4 separate regions of the Sus scrofa genome follow, and all the other regions are linked to region 4. The links are chromatin contacts, called in public HiChIP or PLAC-seq maps. All regions are on one chromosome and are shown on one strand. The core of a region is the stretch at or near the end of the contact, and the rest is flanking DNA. Distances in the headings are between cores, read along the strand shown.

Evidence for each region. HiChIP or PLAC-seq counts read pairs in DNA pulled down with a chosen protein or histone mark.
Region 1: a contact with region 4 is called in an H3K27ac HiChIP or PLAC-seq map of skeletal muscle. The contact joins two enhancer-like sites. A contact is called at or near these places in 2 of 47 Hi-C or Micro-C datasets (fetal heart ventricle and skeletal muscle) and 1 of 2 datasets of contacts at active chromatin or transcription factors (skeletal muscle).
Region 2: an H3K27ac HiChIP or PLAC-seq map of skeletal muscle shows a contact between it and region 4. The contact joins two enhancer-like sites. A contact is called at or near these places in 4 of 47 Hi-C or Micro-C datasets (fetal heart ventricle, mesenteric adipose tissue, skeletal muscle and 1 more) and 1 of 2 datasets of contacts at active chromatin or transcription factors (skeletal muscle).
Region 3: a contact with region 4 is called in an H3K27ac HiChIP or PLAC-seq map of skeletal muscle. The contact joins two enhancer-like sites. A contact is called at or near these places in 2 of 47 Hi-C or Micro-C datasets (heart right ventricle and retroperitoneal adipose tissue) and 1 of 2 datasets of contacts at active chromatin or transcription factors (skeletal muscle).

The regions. Positions count from the first base shown.
Region 1 is chr3:125,190,114-125,192,889 of Sscrofa11.1, reverse strand. All of the region lies in intron 1 of GREB1 (protein GREB1), which reads left to right. Among named protein-coding and RNA genes, the nearest start is that of GREB1, 42 kb to the left of the region's middle. Within about 2 kb of position 1,304, at least 15 of the 83 cell types and tissues checked have an H3K27ac peak or open chromatin away from gene starts, as enhancers often do. A contact at or near this core is called in skeletal muscle, where this site is marked.
Region 2 is chr3:125,253,914-125,256,939 of Sscrofa11.1, reverse strand. The region is part of intron 1 of E2F6 (transcription factor E2F6); the gene reads right to left. Among named protein-coding and RNA genes, the nearest start is that of E2F6, 7.2 kb to the right of the region's middle. Within about 2 kb of position 1,314, at least 11 of the 83 cell types and tissues checked have an H3K27ac peak or open chromatin away from gene starts, as enhancers often do. A contact at or near this core is called in skeletal muscle, where this site is marked.
Region 3 is chr3:125,284,067-125,287,157 of Sscrofa11.1, reverse strand. No RefSeq gene overlaps it. Among named protein-coding and RNA genes, the nearest start is that of E2F6, 37 kb to the right of the region's middle. Within about 2 kb of position 1,412, at least 12 of the 83 cell types and tissues checked have an H3K27ac peak or open chromatin away from gene starts, as enhancers often do. A contact at or near this core is called in skeletal muscle, where this site is marked.
Region 4 is chr3:125,058,188-125,061,123 of Sscrofa11.1, reverse strand. It overlaps a transcript of LPIN1 not described here. Among named protein-coding and RNA genes, the nearest start is that of NTSR2, 22 kb to the left of the region's middle. Within about 2 kb of position 1,598, at least 9 of the 83 cell types and tissues checked have an H3K27ac peak or open chromatin away from gene starts, as enhancers often do. A contact at or near this core is called in skeletal muscle, where this site is marked.

The DNA of each region.
Region 1 (2,776 bases), core at 55-2,554, 130 kb before region 4:
GCATGGGGGCGATTGAGAAGCCCATAAGGTGGCAGAGGGTGGGGAGAGGTCCAGGGATGCTGGGATGGTCTTGGTCCTTACCCTGGCAGTGGGCAGGTGGCTTTTCCTTGTGTCATGAGTCTTTTTTTTTTTTTTGTCTTTTTAGGACCACCCCCGTGGCATATGGAAGTTCCCAGGCTATGGTTCGAATTGGAGCTTCAGCTGCCTGCCTACACCACAGCCACAGCAGTGCCCGAGCCAGGACTCGGACCTACACCACAGCTCACGGCAACGCCAGATCCTTAACCCACTGAGCGGGCCAGGGATCGAACCTGCATCATCATGGGTACTGGTTGGATTCATTTTTGCTGAGCCACGACGGGAACTCCCAGGTCCTCTCATCTTTTCCATATCATGCTGTCTTGAAAAGGCTTCAGGCTTGATGGAATTTCATGAGTATAACAACCCCCAATTATTTATACAAACCGCATTTTAAAACATTAGAAAATACAGAAAAATAGAATATAGAGAATTAGAAATCGGATGAAGAGAAAAGTGTCCATAGTTTCATTTCCACAAACATCCACTGTTAACATTTCAGTGTGTTTCCTTCCAGTCTTTTTTTCTCTCTGCATTTAAAATACTGCATCTGGAAGCTCCCATCGTGGTGTGGCAGAAATGAATCTGATTAGGAACCATGAGATTGAGGGTTCCATCCCTGGCCTCTCTCAGTGGGTTAAGGATCTGGCATTGCCGTGAGCTGTGGTGTAGGTCCGAGTCCTGGCTCGGGCACTGCTGTGGCTGTGGTGTAGGCAGGCAGCTGAAGCTCCAATTCGAACCATAGCCTGGGAACTTCCATATGCCACGGGGGTGGTCCTAAAAAGACAAAAAGACAAAATAAAATAAAATAAAATACTGCACCTATTGTAGGTACTAAGGAAGTGAGTAATGTAACTTTCTAGCCTTACGTATATTTCTCTGTTTTCTGTCATTATTTCCTGCTATTTGTCATTTAAACATGTCATTTGACATACGTAAGAAGCGCTCCTGTTAATGAGTCAACCTTAGGCAGAATGAAGCGGGAGGGGTTCCTTCATTCCTGGAGAGTTTAGCAGCCAGCAGACACTTGGGGTCATGGATTTTCCTTTTTTCTTCCTGCCTGTGGGAGCCTTTAATGAGAGTGTTTACTCTGATGGTTGTTCTTTCGTTCCAGGAGCTTGGGAAACAGGTGGACAGGATAGGTTTCTTGAGTTCCAGGCTAGGGCACCCGTCCACGTTATACTCGTGTCTAGTCAAATGAAAGACTTGGCACATTGATGGCTCTCTGGGGAGGGGGGGACTGGCCTCTGAAGGGCAGAGCTGTCAATGTCCCGCCTCTGAGCAGCCGCCGCCAAGGAGCTGGCTTTTCCTGAGCCTTTGGTTTCTGAGCAGTGGGGGAAACAAGAAATAGTGCAGTAACTGGGTCATTCTGACCTAGAACCCAGCAAAATGCTTCTAATTACTGCGGCAGACAGTGATGAATCATACCTAAGCAGGCTCGCTGCCTTTTCCATCCAACGGGCTCAGAATCAGACGCATTGTTTCGTGGCCAGTGGAACATTCGCTGCAGCTTCTTTGGATGTGCGGGGGGAGAGGCGTTTGCACATCTTCCCAGCGTGGGGAGCCGCTGCTCGCCCGCAGCGGGGAGGGGTCTTCGTGTTCTCAGGGCTCCTTCGTAGTCACGTCCATCACGGGGCCACCACCATGAAGCTGCCTTTCTGGAGCCCCGACTCTGGGGCAGGTGGGGAAAACGGTGCTCTAGGGTCCTGGTATCACGGGAGCCTCCCAGCAGCCTTCTGCCAGGGGGGATTATTATCCTCCTTTTGCTGGGCAAACAGGCTCTGGGACGTGAAGCCGCCGCTGTGCCCAGTGGATGTGAGCTCAGCACCCAGCCAGGGTGCAGGGACAGGATGAACGATGCCTCGGAGCCAGTGGGAGGCAAAGGCAGACCGGGAACCTGGCCCCCGGGAGGTGCCATACCTCCCAGATGTTCCGTTTTGCAATGTTTGAGCGCCACTGGGAGTAGCGGTGGGGGAGGAGAGGGGAGGGGACATCAGTGTCGGCAAATAGCAGGACACGGGTGAGAGCCTAGCGCTGTGACCGGGAAAGAGATCAGCCTGACTAGTCCTCAAAAAAAAAAAAAAAGGGATCCCTGCGCTCAATACCTTTGTTGTCCATTATCTCCTGTAAAGCTCCCCAGGCCCCTTTGAAGTAAAGCCTTGTTAGCTCCGTTTGTGGGGGAGGGGACTGGAGCTGCCCAAGGTCACACAAGGTCACACAGCACCGGGTGAGTGAGGGGCTGGGCTGAAAACCCAGGGCCAGCGTCCCAGCTTCTCCACGACTCAGCTGCTTTCCTGTAAACAGAAGCTAGGAACGGAGTCTGCAGTATTTGTGCCTGCATTTATTTGGTGTTTGATGGAAGGGACAGAAATCCTGGTGTGATATGCTGATGTCTTTTATACGAACAAACCCAACAACTGGCCCTATCCCAGGGAGAGTTTCCAGCACGGTCAGTGCCGGGAGGAGGCCAAGCAGGAGAGGAAAGTCTTGGGATGGCCAGAAAAAAATGAGCTCGGACAAGGAGGAGAATTTCACTTCGTTGGAGAACTTGGATGAGCCAGGCCTGAGGACCATCTTGATACGAGGCCCCGAAGCCCTTCACATTCTTTGTAAAAAGAATTTCTTGCTTTGGAGTTTCCGCTGTGGTACAGCAGAAACGAATCCGACTAGGCACCATGAGGTTGCGGGTTCGATCCCT
Region 2 (3,026 bases), core at 65-2,564, 200 kb before region 4:
TAACTGTAATCACCTCTGACAGTGTTCACAGACTTGAACTGCTAAAGCTGCAGGGCCCTCCATCAGTCTGGAAGCAGTAATTAAAGAGACGGGTTGGAGAGGGAACAAATGGTGTGTGTGTGGGGGTGAATGTAAAAATTTATTACTAGACATTAATTTACTGACTGCATCAGGAATACAAAGGTGATCAGGCCACTGTCCTTGGTTCCGGAAAGCGCAGTCTAAGGCACATCCAAACTAACAAAACTGTCACAGGTAGCCATGCATTCCCCTGATAATTACTGCAAAAACAGCATTTCTAAAAATGGAAAATATTGCATCCTATACAACCAGAAACCTTGGCATTAGATTCGTAACTTCTTTTAAACTCCTGAGACAACCAGCTCCCCATTTTGCCAGCTCTTTGGAGGCTATGAAAGTTTATATAAACTGGTAGTAACACCTGCAGTACATTTAGAAATTAGTTTTTCAAAAAACAAACTTTACATAAAGCTGTGTAAACAGAAACCCATATCAGCCTGATGCTCAGAACAAAGTGTAACGATGCCACGTGCCTCCAGACAGGCTGCGAGCAGGCTCAGCTTCTGTCAAAGTGGACAAACTGGGGCCCAAATCGACAGGAGCAGACCGGGATAAGTGACTTCCACAAGGTGCTCTCGGAGGAGGGTCCGCAGCAGAGCGGGAAACAGCTGAGCCTCAGAAGATGAGGCAGACGTGGAGCCTGGAGGGAGGAGGAAGACGGGATCCCCGAGGCAGAAATGAGAGGAACAAACACAGGCATCCAAGATCAACTGCCCCGCACGTCTGAGGAGCCCCGAGGGGCCAGCGCGAACCCTCGGGACAGGAGGCTGGAAGGGCGTGCGAGCGCCTGGCTCGCAGCGAGGGTGGTGACAGTCCGCTACGGAGCCCGCTCGCCACGCTGGGGCCAGGGCAGGAGCTCCACACCCCTCCCAGCAGGCCCGGGGCGTCCTCGGGCTCACGGGTGAGAAACCTAAGCGTGTGGCCACTGGGCAAGAGGACCTGGGCAGGAAGCCTGAGGGCGAGCAGAGCGGCCAAGCTGCACGGGTCCCTGGCACGACGTCGCCCTGATCACCTGTGACAGGATGACAGCACCCGTCAGCAGGTTCACTGGATGTGGAATATTCCCCGAGACGGAATCCACTGTGAAATTAATTCGGTTGTTAGGATTTAAAGGCGCCCGTCGACAGGCGGGATGCAAAACCAGAGCTGGGGAAGCCGCCCCGGGAGGACTCTGCCCGGCCAGCGCTGCTCAGTGCTGACAACGGTGACCTGCAAGCCCAGGATCCAACAGGGACACGGAAGGGCAGGCCTAGCAAAGTCAAACGGCAGACAAGGAGGACCAGCTGTCACTGCTATTTTTACATTCCACCTCTCTGCTGATGCAGGAGGAGACAGAGCTGAAGGACCATTGGAAGATCCTTAAATGAGAAAAAAAAAAAAAAATGCATCCTTATCACAGATTTGAAACCAAACACAAATATCCTGAGCTGTTACATACACTCCGGTCTGCTTACCAGTTTTCTGCTGAGTCCCTGCTGTTACTTCTGCATCTGCAGCCTATACCGCTGCGGTTACTGCCACGTCAGAATAAAGTTCACCGTCATCCTCAGGGCAGCCCCGGGCCCGTGGGCCCAAAGGGCGGGTCCCGCAGAGCCCGCAGGGGCCCTGCTGCTCCTGGGCTCCTACTCAGTTTGGAGCAGCAGGGCCGAGTCCTCCTCACCCAGTACTTAAGTTTCCCAGCAGGCCGCCTCCCTCTCCGCTCCCCACGTTTTCTAGAAGGGCACCTTCCTGCTCTCGCCACCCTCCCTCCGGGCTCCCTGTTGAGGCTGCTGCTGCTCACGGCCTGGCACGGGGTTAGGACGTTGGAGCCCCTTGCGCACACCCCTGGCTATAAGCCACATATTGGCTGTGCTGAGATCTGTGGGGAAAGAGACTCCATCCAACAGCACCCGCTCGGCTTTCCCTGCGAAAGTCAAAACACTCTCTCTTCATCTTAGAGGAATCGCAACACATCACGGCCCCTCAGGGGCAGACATCCCAAATAAAGATCTACAATTCTGGAGGTTTCCGAGGTGCCCAGAGCAAGGGCCTGTCATCTCATTTATACTCGAAACAGTTCCCGGCTTAAGACAGGGCTCAGGGCTACCTGGACTCCTCGACTGGGGGACGTCCCGGCCTTTGCCTCCAACACCTGTAGGGACACTGGTAACACTTGGAGGGTCACCTGTAACACCTGTAGGGACACCTCTATCACCTGTAGGGACGTCACTCTACTGCCTGTTCTCCCCACTACTGTGAAGAGTAAATGACACATTTTGTAAACTGTAAAAAAAACTATGAAAGCGCTTTTCCTTTCAGAACCAGAGCAGAGCCTGGCACAGCCGGGCACTCGGTAAACATTCGTTCACCGAGTGCACGGAGGTTGAAGCGGGACGCTGTCACAGCCGACGTCCACTGCTCAACAGCAGCGAGGACTTCCGTTCCCAAGGACGCAGGGCGGGGACACCCTCTTGGGGACACATCGGAGAGGCTCACTGACAGGCGATGAAACTCCTTTTCTGTTTTCTGACACAACTGCACCCTCTGGAAGCGGCTTTGCCATCAGAATGAAAGTTTCCTTACACAGCAGGGAGTAAGCTATTAATAAAAAGTAAAGGCAACGCCACCCCTGCCCTGGGCCTGGAGGGAGGCTGCCGACGGGACGGAGGAGAGGGAGAGGAGGTGAGGGCGCCCCCCACAGGTGAGGAACAAGAGGCGCCCACGTTCTCTTCATCTTGGAATAATCTCAGCCTTCAGAAAAGGCACAGAAACAGAACCAAGAACTGCCGCATCCCCCACCCAAATCCCTCAAATGTTCCGGTTTTACTCCATTCGCTTTTTCATTTTTTTTCTCTACACACGTAATCTATTTGTCCTGACTCACTGGAGGGTAAACTGCAGATCTCTGAATAATTCAGTGCGCAGCTCCAGGACATTCTCTTAGACAAGCAGGAGAAATGCGGACT
Region 3 (3,091 bases), core at 163-2,662, 230 kb before region 4:
CTAGTTGTTCGTATTAAACTCTGCTTGTTCAAATGACTCTGTGGTTCTTCTTACAATTGTCCCAACAAATATTCACTCCCTTTCCCTCCATCCCTGTGGGAGAAATATATTTTCCTGCCCCATCAATGTTGAGCTTGGTTGGCCATGTGACCAGCTTCGGCCAATAGATTTGGGCAGAAATGACAGTGCACCAGTCCTGAGCCTAGACTTTAAGGGGCATCACATGTTTCCACCTGCACCAGGCAGCCACCACCATCCCTCCAGCCTCGTCCCTAAACGACACTGTCCAATTCACGCACCTGAGAACTTGAGGATACTTTTTTTTTGTTTTTTTTTTTTTTGCTTTTTAGGACCAAACCCAAGGCACATGGAGGTTCCCAGGCTAGGGTTGAATCAGAACTGCCAGCCTACACCACAGCCACAGCCACGCCAGATCCGAGCCTTGTCTGTGACCTACACCATCTCACGGCAACACCAGATCCTTAAGCCACTGATGGAGGCCTGCAACTTCATGGTTGCTAGTCGGATTTGTTTCTGCTGTGCCACAACGAGAACTCTGAGGATAAAGTATTAGCATTTTAAGTCACTGAGTCTGGGGGTGGGTGGGTCGGGAAATTGTCACACATCATTATGGTGGCAATGCATGACCAGTATACTGTCTCAGGAGCAGCTGCTGCTAGTATAAGATTGGACATGTGGGCGAATGCATTCATTTGTGCCCTCACAATTCTGTCTAGTGTATTTGATTATTTCTTTTCATAGATAAAATAGCACTAAGTGAAAATAAGGCGCACTTCACATTTTATCTAAAATGGTTTGCAGTTCTAGACAGAGGTGTTTACCTTTCACCTTATCCGATTCAACTCATCTCCTTAAAATACTGATGTAAAGAATGCTGTCTAGGGCGTTCCTTTCATGGCTCAGCGGATGATGAACCCGACTAGGATCCGTGAGGATGTGGGTTCGATCCCTGGCCTCGCTCAGTGGGTTAAGGATCTGGTGTTGCCGTGAGCTGGGGTGGAGCTCGCAGACATGGCTTGGATCTGGTGTTGCTGTGGCTGCAGTTCCCATTCAACCCCTGGCCTGGGAACGTCCGTCGGCCACAGGTGCAGCCGAAGAAAGCAAAAAAAAAAAAAAAAAAAAGAGGGAATGCTGTCCAGGTTTTCACATTGCAAGTAATGGTTTTACATAGGATAGATTCCATCATCTTCATGGAAAAGGGAGAGTCGGAAAAATTAAATTCCCTTGCAGATCTGTCCCCTCTGGGTACTGGGAATAGCAATTTCTAGAAGAAAGGTCTTGATACCACTGCCAAATGGTAGCTTCATAAACATATGCCAAGTGAGCTGTTTTCCATGGGGACGCCTCCTGCAGCTGGCGTCACCCTGCACAGCGAGCAGCTAAAGATACCGCGGTCTCGGCGCTGACGTCAAACGGTTATGAGAATGCCACCCAGCTGATGGCTTTGCTCTGAGTCCCAAAGTGGAAACATGAGCTTTGCCCGCATAAGAAGTTCCAACGAACTTGGCAAACGAATCCTCAAATGCTCCTCGTCATCACTTGTTGGAAAAAGCTCAAGTGATTTTTCATTGTCTCGATTTCTGTGGAAGATCGCCTACTACCCAAAAAGAAAAAAAAAAGGGACAAAAATCAAGTGGGCTATTTCCTAAGGCAGGGCAGAAAGAACAGAGCAGAAAGAAGGACAAGAAGGTCCACTGCTGAAAAAAATAAAATAGATGGAGACTCCTGATCAAGGAGACACATTTTTTAGAAAAGTGGGCTGTGCTGTTTTATTTTTAAAATGACATGCCACGAATGACACACACTGTACAGCATGCATGCTGTGTACTAACCTCTCCCCTAGTTCCAGTTTATTTTTTCTGCCCTTAGTTGCCCTTTGCCCCAATTTCCTTAACTCTAAAAAAATATCCTGTGTGGCATATTTTGATAAGATGTTGGAATGTTAATACAGTGTGAAGCATTAATAAGTAAAAGTGTCATATTTCAAAGGATTAATACCTTTTTAAATTGCCTCTGATGGATGAGTTTAGGCGAATCTGAAAAGAGCACAAATCGAGTTCCCTAATTGAATATAAAAATAAATGTCCCAGATTTCCAAAATCAAGATCTAAACAGCTACTTCAGAATACATATATTTACATGTGTGTTTTATTTGTATATATCATACATGTACACATCTGTATGTTTCATTGTACATATATATGTATATCTATTTATATGAGACCTATAGCTCAAACTTCTAATGAAAGTTCCAGGGGTTTACAGCCCAGCTAAAATAGACTTAGCCATGAATTGCAACACCCAGCTCAAAAACCGGCACTACCGCTTTCGTCAGATTTGCTTCTTTTCACTTTTCACCTGATATCCGTGCCCTGTGTCTTTGTGCCCATGTGTACCAGTCAAGGGAAGAGAGAACTGATCAGTGGTAGAAGAAATGGGACCAGGTAGTAGTATGGTTTTCACAATTTTTTTTTTTGTCTTTTTAGGGCCTCACCCATGGCATATGGAGGTTCCCAGGCTAGGGGTCGAACTGGAGCTGTAGCCACCCGCCTACACCACAGCCACAGCCACATAGGATCTGAATCCCGTCTTCCACCTACCACAGCTCACGGCAACACCAGATCCTTAACCCACTGAGCAAGGCCAGGGATCGAACCCGCATCCTTGTGGATCCTAGTCAGGTTTGTTAAGCGCAGAGCCACGAAGGGAACTCCAGTTTTCACAATTTGATACTTAATATTTCCCCAACTTCTAAAGCGTCGTCCAAACATTAAGACATTTTCCCATGGCAATAGCATAAGCGCGAAGAATTCTAGAACCTTAAAACATAGAGCCAACCAAGGGGTCACCTCTGTCTCTCTGAAGCAAATGTGGAACCGTGAATCACCCATCCTGGCTCTCAGACTTGTTAGCCGTGCAGCCCTGGGCAGGACTGTCATTTAGCCTCTCAAGACCCAGCTCTCTCATTTCTAAAAGGAGGGTCAGGATACCTATCCGACAAGGTAATATGAAGATTAAGCTATTTATATCTCTTACTCCAAAGACTGGCACGTGCTCAACAAAAGCAGTC
Region 4 (2,936 bases), core at 349-2,848:
CCAAGTGATTCCACCTACCTCTTGGGCACCATGAAAAATTTTATTAAATGCCTGTTCAGGCATTTAATACTCCTGTGTGCAAGTGTGTGTGTGTGTGTGTGTGTGTGTGTGTGTGTGTGTGTGAGAGAGAGAGAGAGAGAGAGAGAGAGAGAGAGGTTCCCCTGACTATTCCAACCTAACTATTCTATGAAAAAAGAAAGCATTTTCCTTCCCAGGCTTATTCCCTGTGGATTCTGGTGGCTGCTGCTTTCTTACAGGTCATCCGTGTCCCTGGCTTTTTAACACTAAGGGGCAGGTAGGGTGACAGCTCCATGATGACCATGCCTTAAGTGAGAACCCGGCGCACCGTGTGTCGCAGGGAAAAGCCGGCATATTCAGAACAGAAAGTCATCACTTCTGACTACTTTCAGGATTTTGAGTGTTTCTATGTCCTGTGAAAACGCCACCAGAAAGGCTGGCCCCACTTCCTTCTCCTTGCTTTGGCTCTGGCACTTACTGGCTGTGTGACTTCAGGGAGTCCCTCAGTCTTGTGTGGCCTCATCTATAAAATGGGTTGCAGTGAGGGTTAAAGGGTATAAGATGTGCTTCCCAAACACCAGGATGACCTGGGAGTTTTGCAAAGGTCCTGGGTTCTCCTGCTAGAGATTTTGATTCAACAGGTTATAGTGGGGCCCGGAGCAGGGAATGTCAGTGAATTCTCCAGTAGATTCTGATGAGCGAGCAGCTTTCGATCCTGAGTTGTGATGCCGAGCACTTGGCTAACAGCACGTGCTCTGCAGAGGCCCCACCTCTTTTCCTTCTCCCCCCGTTTCTACCACGTCTTTGTCCCAGGCACACAGGGCTCTGGTGTGGCCACTCTGTGTCCCAGGAGAAAGCCACAGGCGGAAAGTCATTTACATTGCTCTTCTCCAGATGTCCTCCTTTGATAAAAACAGAAAAGAGGGCAAAGCTTAGTTCAAAGTTTTCCTTTAAATTTTACTGCCGCTTGCTCGGTCTGCCTTCAGTACCCTTTCCTGAGCCCCACGATACAGAGATGAGTAGGATGCTGGCCCCAAGATCTTGGGATTGTATTGCAGCCTGAGAAATTTAAGGCATGGAGAGCAGCTAAAGTGGGGAACATATCTTCTTTGGGGTCAGGGGCCAGCCTTCCTCATACGCTTCAAATCATACCCCAGAGACTTTCTTGGGCATGTGTCCAGTTGTGAATGGAGGGAAGCTTCCAGGTCGTTATGACAGACAGGATGGACCCAGCAGGGGGAGCTAGAGAGTTAGAGAAAGAGACCAGACAGAGAGAGCTGGTCCCCCCCGGGTCTCCCGAAAGTCAGGTGTGAGCAGTCGGTTTCAGGAGAGTCTGTGCACCAGACTCCCTGAGCAACTGGCAAAAAAAAAAAAAAGGCAAAATCCCAGACCGCATCCCTGTGGAATCAGATTGTTGGCATTAGTAAGTTGCCCACGTGACTGATGTGCAGCCAGGTTGGGGAAGCGCCTGTCTAGAGAGTCCAGGATGATTGATCTAAATGTGGTCCACGCACCCTGCTGAACGGCCTGGTCAGCCGTCTGAGCTGGTCTGGATCTAGAGCCCTGTGCTGGTCCTCAGATCAGTGGCAGCATCGCCCTCACCTGGACGCTAATGGGAAGTGCAGATTCTCAGACTCCGCCCCAGACTCTGCCGGATGAGAACCAGGGTCTTAACAAGAGTGGCTCAGAGGCGTGTCAAAGCGTGAGGGGTCCCCGAGCCTGGTGCTCTTGTTCACCTGGGAACCCATCCCCGGGGTGCAGCCTCCGTGTCCTCATCTCGCCTCTGTTTCCTTCTCAAGGTAATTAAGGGAACTAATGTCCAACTCCCATATTCGACTCTGAGTTCTTTGAGGGAACACATAGGGCCACATGGTTTTAAGATTTCAGCATATCCAAAGCCTGATGTCGAATGAATTGGTGATTTCGGCACATGAAACTATAGAATCCTTGAGACAGAAAAGACGTTGTGAGTTATTCAGAACGAGCAATTCCATGAGCGCCTTTGTGACAGCACCTGTTCTCCATGAAGTCTTTCTCTGTCTCTTGGCTCTTCAGAGCCGAGCTCAGCCCTCTGTCTCTGAGAGGGTCCCCCAACCCCTCTGACCGCAGCCGTCTCAGTGCCCCCTGAACTTCTGGGTCACTGAGTGCTGGTCTGGCTCGTCTGCCCACGAATCCTGGACTGGCTTCCTCGCATGTTCCATCCTTGTTGTGTTTTGATCTGGAAACTGCTGTGTTGTCTCACTGTTCGTATGGAGCTGTTGGAGCTCAGGACCGGGGACCTCTGTGCTCCGCCCCTGCTTCCCGGTCATGGATAACTTTCTGAATATCTGTTCATTTTTTTAAAAATGTAAAATCTTGGCGTTCCTGTTGTAGCTCAGCAATAACAAATCCGACTGGAATCCATGAGGACGCAGGTTCCATCCCTGGCCTCACTCAGTGGGTTAAGGATCCAGCATTGCCATGACCTGTGGTGTAGGTGGCAGATGCGACTTGGCTCTGGTGTTGCTGTGGCTGTGCTGTAGGCTGACAGCTGCAGCTCCGATTCGACCCCTAACCCAGGAACCTCCAGATCGCACAGGTGCAGCCCTAAAAAGACATAAAAAATGAAATCTCTCATACGTACAAACATTGTAGAGAGTAATGGAATGAATATTCGCATCCTTGCTACGACTTTAAAAAGAAAAGGATGACAGTTGAAATGCTCAAAGCACCACTCTTCAATCGTTTTCTAGCATCTGTGAATCTCCATGACAGCCCATCCTGTGACATCGTGTGGTTTATTTGTTTGGTGTAGCTGCCCATCAAATCAGGATCTTAAAACCAAGGTGCAAGGCAATCATGAGGCTCTAATTCATTCAATTCCATCCCTCAAGAATATTTATGGAAAGCCTATTATGTGCAACAGTGAACAAATCTAA